Linked DNA regions of Gossypium hirsutum: all the other regions are linked to region 3. Evidence: chromatin contacts called from public Hi-C data. All regions are on one chromosome and are shown on one strand. The core of a region is the stretch at or near the end of the contact, and the rest is flanking DNA. Distances in the headings are between cores, read along the strand shown.

What was found. A called contact is a pair of places that touch in the nucleus more often than the background predicts.
Region 1: a contact with region 3 is called in a Hi-C map of leaf, with 2.6 times the contacts expected there. The contact joins the promoter of LOC107896829 here to the promoter of LOC107896820 in region 3. A contact is called at or near these places in 2 of 34 Hi-C or Micro-C datasets (both in leaf).
Region 2: a Hi-C map of leaf shows a contact between it and region 3, with 2.5 times the contacts expected there. The contact joins the promoter of LOC107896826 here to the promoter of LOC107896820 in region 3. A contact is called at or near these places in 13 of 34 Hi-C or Micro-C datasets (anther, callus, leaf and 1 more).

What each region holds. Positions count from the first base shown.
Region 1 is chrA10:87,884,744-87,888,378 of Gossypium_hirsutum_v2.1, forward strand. It overlaps LOC107896829 (transmembrane protein 87B), which reads right to left and starts at 1,970. Exons shown (of 5, transcript XM_016822116.2): 1 at 1,428-1,970; 2 at 170-1,103. The coding sequence starts at 1,690.
Region 2 is chrA10:87,820,122-87,823,983 of Gossypium_hirsutum_v2.1, forward strand. LOC107896826 (vacuolar-sorting receptor 1) reads right to left here and starts at 1,428. Exons shown (of 11, transcript XM_041078911.1): 1 at 765-1,428; 2 at 1-469. The coding sequence starts at 1,059.
Region 3 is chrA10:87,635,379-87,639,008 of Gossypium_hirsutum_v2.1, forward strand. It overlaps LOC107896820 (zinc finger CCCH domain-containing protein 48), which reads right to left and starts at 1,678. Exons shown (of 9, transcript XM_016822101.2): 1 at 460-1,678; 2 at 92-203.

The sequences.
Region 1 (3,635 bases), core at 720-3,219, 250 kb after region 3:
TAGTAACTAAACACCCTACAAATACGGTAGCAAGGCTTAGTGAATTTTGATTTCTGATAGAGCGTCATGCCGCAGATACATATATTGCCTAGTCATGTCTATCAGTTTCTACATCTATCGCTATTGATCCCAAATAAGTACTGATAGTTTTAAGTGAAACGAGTCTTACCTGAAGTTTCTCCAAAGTTTTTGACAGTGATGAGAAAATCCATAGAATAAAACAAGCATCCAAAAACGCAACAGGTAGTACCAAAACTAACTTCGCTTTCCCAGAAAAGTCATTAATGTTCCCCAAGTGTTCTACTAGCTCAAGTGCCTCTGTCGCAATAAAATATATCAGACCAAGCAGAACTACTTTGGATGTTAAGCCACCAAGTGTTGGCCTCACTACACCAAAGCCCATGGAAACCACCAAAAGAAGAAGGCGAGATAAAGTTTTCTTAACAGAGCCAAATGTGACTGCCCACAACGTAATACCCATTGGTCTGGTCCCAGTTGAATTGAAATTAGAATATTCAAAGTACCAGACAGCCATCTCACACATTCCAAGTGCAATAACAAGGGTGATATGGTAGTGTAAATGGATGATATCCTTCCAGAACTGAACGAACCTTAGAAACCAGGCAAGACCAAGCACAAGGTAAGCCAAAGACATGAGACCATAAAATGTCATCAACGGAGCCATCTTCCCAGGTAAATAACCATTGGGGTTCTTCCAGACGGTCCTTCCTTTAATAAGAGTACCCTTGAGTTGGGGATCGCAGAACATAAAATAAAGGTAGTACATCCCGGTGCTGTTTATCTCAACTGTTTCAACATCCATTTTAGCTTCTTCATTGTCTCCTTGGAAAAAGGTCTTAATCCGTTTAGGCCACCCAAGGTTGTTCGGGTTATGTTGGATGATAACCTCACCTTGGTTGCAGGACCCCTGGTCCGCAAGTTGTTTGTCGCAGCAAATGGCATCGGATTTTAAAGAAGACCCTCCAATCCTTGCTCTATCTTTAACTTCAAGTATGATTGCTTCCACTAATCCCGTGTTCTGCTGCATTTGATGATGGCTTTTTGCAGTCTCTTTCGGTCTCACAAAGGTGACCGGATCAAAACTGAAAATACTCCAACATGTACAGTAACATCAACAACAATCACTACCAAATTTTGACAGACACTATGTATCTACCAAATTAAGCACATGGCCAATCAAATTGTTAACTAAACAGTAGCTAGGGTTTCGAAATGGAAAGGGCATCATCATACTATCGCGTGAAATGATGATGATTTTCAATGTGAATCAAAGTCCAAAAAAAATCAAAACCAACAGTAGAAGAATTAGAAAGAGTAAAAATAATTCTTCAAATGAAAGGAAAGGCAAAAGCAAAAGCAAAAGCAAAGATCAAGTAAAGGAAGAGTAAATATATATAAAAAAGTACCTGATGATGGACTTCCCCTTGAAAGATGGTTTGGTTTCAGAAGAAGCATCAGTGGTGGGTTCATGGAGCTTAGAAGCATAGAGACCTTCACTGCCTCCATGGAAAAAGAAAGCATCAGATTTTGGGCTAAAAGCTTCCATTCTATACTCATGAATGGAAGCATTAACATTTGAGAAGCAAAGAAACAAACCAAAACAAACAACAAACATGGGAATCTTAATCCTTCCCCATCGAAACTGTCTCTGCTTCATATCTTGCAGCATTTCTTTTTTGGTTGAGGGCGGGGATCGTCTGTTTTTTGTTGTTGTTGTTAGAGGTGTTGGGTACTGGGCGTTGTGTTCTGGAAATTGGTAAAGAAAGAGAGAGACAGATACCAGCAATACAGAAATGAGTCCTAACCGATGCAAAAGCAGTGAAGAAGCATAGACAGCGACTCAGCATCTTCTTTTTGTTACGTTACTATTTTTTATCCATCGGCCCAACACAAGACTGGGTTCCTGATAATGATGAAGATATTTCTCAGTTCGAGCATTCATCATCCCCACACTGGCCCTTTCTCAGTTGGGCTTCCGGAATTATAACATTTTTCTAGTTCTTCAAAGCCCTTCTAGAACACATTTCTATTGTTAGGTGGAGACTAACAAATTTAAATTTTACTTTATAATGTCAATATCACGAGTCAATTAAACACTAATTTAATTAGAGGAATTATGAAAATATTTTTTTGTAATTAAAATAAGTTATATTATTTGAAGCTATTTTGATCTTTTTATTTTATTTTATTAAAAACCCAACGAAAAAATTACATGTAATGGGATTTGAACCAATACTAATTACATCAATAAAACATTAACTTTACTGTTAAACCAGAACTTTTATTTTAATATAATACTTACATTTTAATTGCATTATGCATTCTTTATTACATCTATTAATTATATATTAAGGGTTTGTTTGCTTCATTGAAAATAATTTTCGAAAAATGATTTCTGGAAAATAATTTACTTTCCTCTAAAATTTAATATTTTCTGGTGTTTGGATGAATCTATGTAAAATATTTTCTGTTGTTTGACGGATTTCTTAAAAATATTTCATAAAATTTTTTTTAATGAAACAAACATACATTTGAGATTTTCTTATCTTTTTATTGTTTAATTTAATTTAATTTATATTTATAAATTTATATTTTACATTATTTTTGCATATATTAAAAATATTTTGTTAAATTCAAGTTCATTACAACGTCATTTTTTAGTTACATGACTACCAATTGAGTTTTTTTTATTTAAAAATGTGACATCAACAAAATTGACAAAAATAAATTTAACAATGTCAATAATTGGACTTGATTTTTCAATCTAAAAAGTAGAGGGATTAAATTTTTGAAAATAAAAATACAGAGACTAAATTGTAAATTTGTGAAGAGTACATAGACTTATAGCATATTTTAACCTTTATACTACAAAATATTTATTATTAATAAATTTATAATTGTAATAAATATTTGTTATTAAAATATTAATATTGATTATTTTTAATAATATGTGAAGAATATTATTTAAAATTATTATTTTTAAAATTTATTATTAAAATAAAATTTAAATGTTAAATAATTTATTAAAATAATAAATTATATTAATAATTTATTATATGACTAAATATAAATAATTAAATATGTATGTTTAATAATGTTGAAAAATATAATATTTTATATCAATATTTTAATAATTTTAAATATTTTTAAGCATAAAACAAAATTTATTATCAATATAATAATATTAAGCTTGATTTAAGTTAATTTTTATATAAAAGTAAAATTACCTATAGAGGATGTAACAACCCAAAATCCGTGGGCACTAGAAAAGTATGTTATCGGGCCTCCGTCTTAGTGAAATAAGTTCGAAAATAATTATTAAAAATATTTATGAGTCTAGTATTGTGTTTAATTAGGTTTTAATTAAGTAAATTTAGCTTAATTTAGAGTAATTAGTAAAAAGGATTAAATTGAATAAGAGTAAAAGTTTAATTATAGATTAAAGTAAGAGGAAATTAAACCATTTCCTATAGCTGAGGCGGTTTAACATAGAAAATATCAAAGATTTTATTGATTAAAAATATATATATATTTATTTAATAATTAAGTATATTATATTATATTATATTATATTATATTATTATATATAAAAGAAACAAATAAGTTAAAAGAAT
Region 2 (3,862 bases), core at 178-2,677, 180 kb after region 3:
TGATTGATACACTGTGACTTGCACTGTTTGCTCAAAATAAAAGCTTCAGGGCAATACCAAGTTATATAGTGGGGGGTGAACATAGTGTAGCCCTTCCGCTCAAGTATTTGAGCAGCTCCTTTGAAGTTCTTGACAAATTCTATCTGGCTGTCACACTTTGGCCCACACTCATCGTTGCTATTTGTCCAGAACTCATACTCAACCCGTTCATCAGGATGAGGAAGTGACTCCCTCCAGTCAAGATTCATATTAACCATCTCCCCACCGTTAAGGGCCTTCTTGAGGCTGTCCCCTAGTGATTTACTGATAAGGGCTGATGGAATGGTGATGTTCTGCAGGTATTCAGCATTAGCATTTTCTTCTTCAGGGGTATCCATGGTAATCAAGGGCTCATCCTTGCTGTCAGCAACAAGAATAGCAGCAGCTCCAGCTTTCTGAGCATTCCATGCCTTCAAGGTGAAGAAACAATCTGCCACAACAGCCAAGTTAAAGATGATAAGCACGTGCATTTAAAGCTCTTTGAGAAGAGCAAAAACTGAAAGCCAATTCAAATCCCTAAGAACTACCAAATTGAAACCAGAGGGCAATGCTAAATTTAACAAGTGTCAACTGCCAGCAAAATTAAGTAGGGTTACTAACATTTAATACCATAAATTACATAAATAGAAAGGCCAAATAAAAGCATAGTCCGATTCTTTTATTTCCAAAATCGGAGAATCTATGATAGATAAAAAATAAGAAATAGGAAGAAAAAAGAGGCAGACCTCCACGATCAACAAGGAGAAAAGTGGGTAATCCCCCAGGCTTTGATTTGAAAGAGATGTCAAAATCATCGAAGGACTTGCAAGCGCCTTGATTAGCTTTAGGATAAACAACAGTGCCAACCAAGGTACCCCCATACTGAGGAACCCCAAAATTCCCAATCGCACACTCATAAACCCCTTTGATTGATTCCGGCGAAGTCACCTTCAAGCTGTTCTTCTCCACCACAAACCTCCCCAAACAATTCCCCACTAACAAAACCCACATGCAAATTACAAACCAAGAATTTTCCCTCATCTTTCCAGGAGAAACTTTTTTTCTCTAATAATAACCCAAGATGGGGGAATCTTTCAATCAACAATAACTTAGTATCAAAGTCGCCTCTTTTCGCTGGTCAAGTTTCCCAATCCTTCTAGGGAGCTCAATTTTTTCCGTTTGGTTTGTGCTTTCGACACAGCAATGAGGCGTTTGCTTGGTCGTATAAAGAAAAACCCAGAAGTTTAAGAAGAAAGATTTGGAAGAAAGTTGTAAGCTTTTTCAAAGTAAAGAGAAAAAGAAGATTTGGAAGTGTTGTGGAAGTAAAGGAGCTGTAATGTAAACCGACTTTGATTTAAAAAAGGATACAAGAGGGGCTGCTTGGATAAATTAGATGAGTGAATGTGAAATTGGGTGATTTGCTATAATATTCCATTTTTATAATCATATTATTATTTCACCTACCATACTGATAAGACAAAACGTAGAAAGGGAAAGGGTAATGCATGAAATACATGTGTCTTATTCCCGATTGACTTTAACACGTCGATGCTCCGTTAATAACCCCACCCCATTCCTCGCATCCCTTTAAGATAATAAAAAAGATTGCTATTATGTACTATACCACTATACTAAATCTATATTTATATTATATATTTAATCAAATCTCAATTCAGTTTAATACTCAACAAATGTATTATTTTTTCTATAAACTCTAAAATATATATACATTACTTTGGTGAGTGTAGGTTTATAATAGTTTATTTAATTAAAACCTTCAAAAACAGAAAATACTTTTTTTACATTTGATTGAAGATAATATATTTGATCATGTTTGCTCAAAATTTTCTCTCTTTGTCACATGTATTTATTTCTTGAATATTTTTGTACTATTAATTTATTTTTAATTTACTTGTGTAAAATGATTTCTTATGCAAGTTTATATTAATTAAAATATGCTAGTTGCCAAATTTATTCAGAGTGTAGTATAATTATCACTTGTTTACATATTAAGAATATGACATAATTATCACTAAGAATATAATTTATAATTATATTGATACACTATTAATATTTATCAATTTCTACAATGTTAATATTTACAAATAAAGAACGTTGTTTATTTAAAATTTTAAAAATATTCTCTAATTAATTTCTATAATGAATATTTTAATTCCTTAGTAGTAGTATTTTATTTCAATAATTTCACTAGATAAAGGTTAAAGCATTATAAATAAATAAATACTTAACAATAAAATGTGGCATACCCTTATTTGTTATTTTACATATATCAACGTTCAACATTCAACATTCAATTATCAACTAAGTTTTACCAAACATTTTTAAATAAACCGTTAATAGAACCAGCTGGTCAAACCAGCCACTGCAATCAACAATTAGCTAACATTGCCTTTATAAATATATTTGTTACATAATTGTTTTCACTCATATCATGGGATGTGTCATCCATCAACTCATTTGTTAAAATTACAAGGAAAATATTATTTTTATAAATTGATAAATATTATTTTGAGAATACTTTTGTCTTTTTATATTTTTATATAAACTTTAAAAAACTACATACATATATGAGATTTGAACCCAAAATATCATTATAGTTTTCATTCTTTTATTTTATTTTAATGAAGGAAGATGTACACCACACCTAAAACAATAGGCTAACACAATCGACATGCGCACTCTATGTAACACTCTTAACCCGTATCCGTCGCTGGATTAGGGTTAAAGGCATTACCGAACAAATCGAAACAATTTGCAAACAATTCAATATCAACATCCACAAACATAGTCAAACATCATTATAGAGTCCCTTATATAGGTCAACGAGACCTTAATCATGCTTTAGAAAAGGGGTCGGGACTAAACCGAGCTCATACAAAAATTTTTGAAACTAAAACAATTTTCAAAGTCACAGAGGTCACATGCCCGTGTGAACAGGCTGTGTGCCTCACACGGCATTAGACACGTCCATGTGTCTAGACCGTGTCAAATCAGGGCATACATATTGACTTAATCACACGGCCACAAGACATGCCTGTGTGCCTTGGTCGTGATCGAAACTGACTTAGGTCACATGACTAGCCACATGCCCGTGTGCCTTGGCCGTGTTCGAAACTGACTTAAAATTGTAGGACTACCCCAGAAGACACAGACTATGTAACATGACCGTGTGTTGCACACGGCTGAGACACACGCCCGTGTCTCTGCCCGTGTGGACAAAAATAGGCCATTTGATAAGCTAATTTGCCACCCAATTTGGGTCAAACCTACAAGCATCAAACCAAGCACATTTGCATTATAATTTCAGCCAATTTCAATACCAAAACTTACATCATTCATGCCATATTATTATCAACCATATTCAAGCTTATAATCCATATTATATCATGCCAAATCATATGCCAAAATCATGTCAAAACATATGTATCATAGCTTTACTAATTTCTCAAATAAGCATATATCAAAAACTTACCAATTTGACCAATTCATTTGGCCATTCAAGAACATAACACATAGGCATAATTTGCATCACATAATTCATACCAATAACACATTCACATGCACAACCAAAACCAAGAAAAATCACATGGCTAAATATTTACATCACCAAACATATTCTCATACTTCTAGCCTATACTTGCCACATAACCAAATCTCCAAACATTATTTACCGAAATGATAAGTGGATAGTGTGATGACGTCTCTATCGACTTCCAAACCTAGCAGATCTTCGATAATCTATAAACATAGGAAAAACACACAGAATAAACTTCGAGAGCTTAGTAAGCCATAAGCAAATAAATCTTCACAAGATCATGTGTAT
Region 3 (3,630 bases), core at 428-2,927:
CCACAAAGAAAAAGGCTAAAAAAATTGAGGATGAAAATAAGAGAAGGAAAACTAAAAGGAGTGAAAGAAAAGGAAATGTATGCGTTAATACCTTTTGGGGATATTGGAGAGGAGATCATCATCAGATTCAGGTGCATCCAATTTTGGCTTATCCATCCAGAATTCGAAAATAGATAGCAGATATCGCAGGCCCGGCGTGTACCCTAATATTATATTTTATATGTCACGCAGAACAAGTTGCTCTTAGTACTGTATACAATAAACGAGTGAAAAATATAGCGAGTAATTTTGTTCAAGAGAAGTGACTACGACTCTGTATTACTAAACCATTTCAATGAATTTACTCGGGCTATATTTTTTTATTTAGAAATGAAATTATGAACTCCATAAATATTTCTACGAGTTCTTCATCAACAACAACAAGCTTCCAGTTAAAGAGCAAAGGCGACAGATCCTGACCTAGCGAAATTTGATTTTGGCGTACTTCAAGGTTGGCCGCCTCCTGCTTCTGGTAGTGGATCAGATGCTGCGAAATAAGCACCTCGACTCTTTCTTTTCCTTGCTTAAAGGCTCTGCTATTTGCCTTGGACAAGAAAATCCAAGGGGATGCTCTTGCTGCCATTCGTTGAACCAGGAGACACCTGATTCGAAAATTGGTCCGATACACGCTGAGATCCAGCGTCTTGTGTAACGTTTCCATGGTTGTCAGTTTCGGCATGTCTGCACCTGCTTATTAAAGCTGGGTGCTATTTTTGAAGATGACGTTTTAAACGTCCCTACTCTGCTCAACGGTCTTAGCTTGATTGTGGTTGTAATTTTAACATGTTGATCCAACGGTTGTAAATGCCCCTTTAGTGAAATGCTATCAATTGGACTAAGCCCAAACATGAGTATCAAAAAGAAGAAAGTGCCCCAAAACATCAACCAAGAAAATTCTCGTCTTTCAAAAAAAAAAAAAAAAAAGAACCATTTTCAGACATTTTTTTCCGTTTAATTTATTTGTTTATATTAATTAACATCTAACAATGCCAGGATGATATGGTTGAACAGCCAGCATCCTGCTTCATGCTACTGAAAGTTTCACTCGTGTCTTTAAAGGGTACTATTATTTCTTTAAAATCATTCAAATGCAAAGCTTGCAATTGCGGTCTTTGTTGTGAGAACATGGATTGATGACCAAGTATAATCAGATAGGGAACGGAAGTATCAGCTTTTGGAACTTGCTGAGTCATTGATTGGCATTTACCAAAAAGAAAAATGGGATGACAAAAAGAAATGAAACAAGATTTTTATTTCATCAGAAGCGTAGAGACCTGCTAAAAGCATTAAAAAACATGGAATTGTTAGGGTTGGTCACCGGGTTTTTTTCAGCATTTCCTTTCCCACCAAGTATTGGTTTCATCAACTTCTTCAGGACCCTGTTGAAACCAGACCCACAACGCCCTTTACCCACCTGCGCCGCCGCTGGCGGTTGTGCCAACAACTGCGAGCAGCGGCACCTTTTAACCAGGCTGGACTCCGACAGGCTCCTACCCAATATAGCTTGTTTCAACTGCGCCTCAAAGGACAGCCTCTCGAACTGGTCCAGCAGCGTGCTCTGCTCGTCCCCGAATCTTCTCAGACCAACTGATGCTTCCTCCATGCTTTTGTTTTCATTTGCTAAACCCATTTTCATAAAGTGCAGGGAGAATAAAGAAAATTCGCGGAAATTTAAAAGCCTTTTGGCTGTAATTCTGGGAATGGAATTCCATTGTTTTTAAACATTCCTTAAGAGTAGGGCATTAAAATTGTAATTGAATTTGAAATAAATATATGTTGATCCCCAGAAATAAAATTGAATTTGAATCATCTTCACGCTTAAAATGATATGAACATAAATGAGGGCTTGGAATTTCCCCACCTATCGCTTTCAATTTAATTTCTCCGGAATATGTGTAAGGTTTAAATTGAATTTCTTATTTTCAATCACAAGAATGGGTTAAAGAGATAAATTTACTGCCATGATGAGTACCGCACTATTTTCACAATAATGGGTTAAAGGGATAAATTTACTGCCATGATGAGTACTGCACTATTTTCCCACCAATCTTTTCTCTTCTTTCTATTTTGTATGTGATTTCAATTTTTACTTAGAAATTTTAATTCTATTAAATTGTTTTGCAATTAAAATTGGATAAACTGTAAAAATAGTCACTTTTGTTTGACTCAGATTACATTTTAGTTATTTATGTTTAAAATGTTACGTTTTAGTCACTTACGTTATTGTTTTGTTACGAAGTGGTGTTACCTCCCTAATGACGATCTTACGTGATAGCCCAAATAGGTTTTAAATGCCAACTTAGATGTTTTACGTGACAATCCAAATTAAATTTATTTAACTAAAAACTTATTTTCATCCTAGAAATTGGATATCCAAGTTGACATTTAAAACCCATTTGAACTACCACGTAGGGCTGCTGTTAGGGAGGTAACGGAGTTTAACAGTAAAGTGACCACTTTGTAACAAAACAATAACATAAGTGACTAAAACGTAATATTTTAAATATAAGTAATTCAAATATCATACCAGACAAACAAAAGTGATCACTTTTATAGTTACTCATTAAAATTTACCCTTCATTATTAAATTTGGATGATTCCAAAGCAAAATTAAAAAAGAAGAAGTTATTTCTAATATTTTATTGAAATAATTAATAATATGTTAATTTTTAAAAAAAATTATCGTATCATTTTTATTTAATGGAAGGTTGACTTGAAAAAAACATAAATTTAATTTTTATAAAAATATTTTGTTAATTTCTAAAATTGAATTAATTGAAGGCTTACTATATAATTTTTGTTACTTGAATTTAACACTTTTTTTTAAACATGGTACCTGTGTTACCTTTTTGTCTAATCTAACATTAATTTTTGACAAAAGTTATATATTTTGGTATTCAAAAGTAACAATGTTAATTTTTAATTGTTTAATTCGAGTTTTAGAATTGATTTGATGAAAATTCATAATTAAAAAATAATATTAGCATTTAACTTTCACTAAATCGACTCTAAAACTTGAATTAAATCACATCCATCGGATTGTATTTGAAAATTAAACACAAAATTAAACAATTTCACAATTAAGCCTAAATTTATTCTATTAACAAAATAATAATAAAAAATCAAACCTAATAAGAGTATTAAAAATTAACTTTCATCAAATCAACCTTAAAACTTGGATTAATTATTAAAAAGTTAACATCATATACAAGTATTAAATTGGACCAAAAAATAACACATGTATCGTATTAAAAAAATGTCTTATATATCAAGCCTTAATTGAACTGTTATTGTCAAATACTAAAACAAAATCATAAAATACATTATTTTTTATTAAATCTTCTCTTCAAAAAAAATAACAAAATGAAATTAAAATTAAAATTTATTAAACAAATTCAATCAAATAGAAGAAATAAAATTTAATATTAAATTAAAAATATAGTGACAAATTTATTTTAAACTAATATTAATTAAAATAAAGTAGAGTTATTGAGGAAAACTTGGCCATTAACCCCTCAAAAAATTAAACGATTACGTAAAAACAATATAATAGGAAGGAAACAAGATAATCTTACATAAAAATTATTGTGT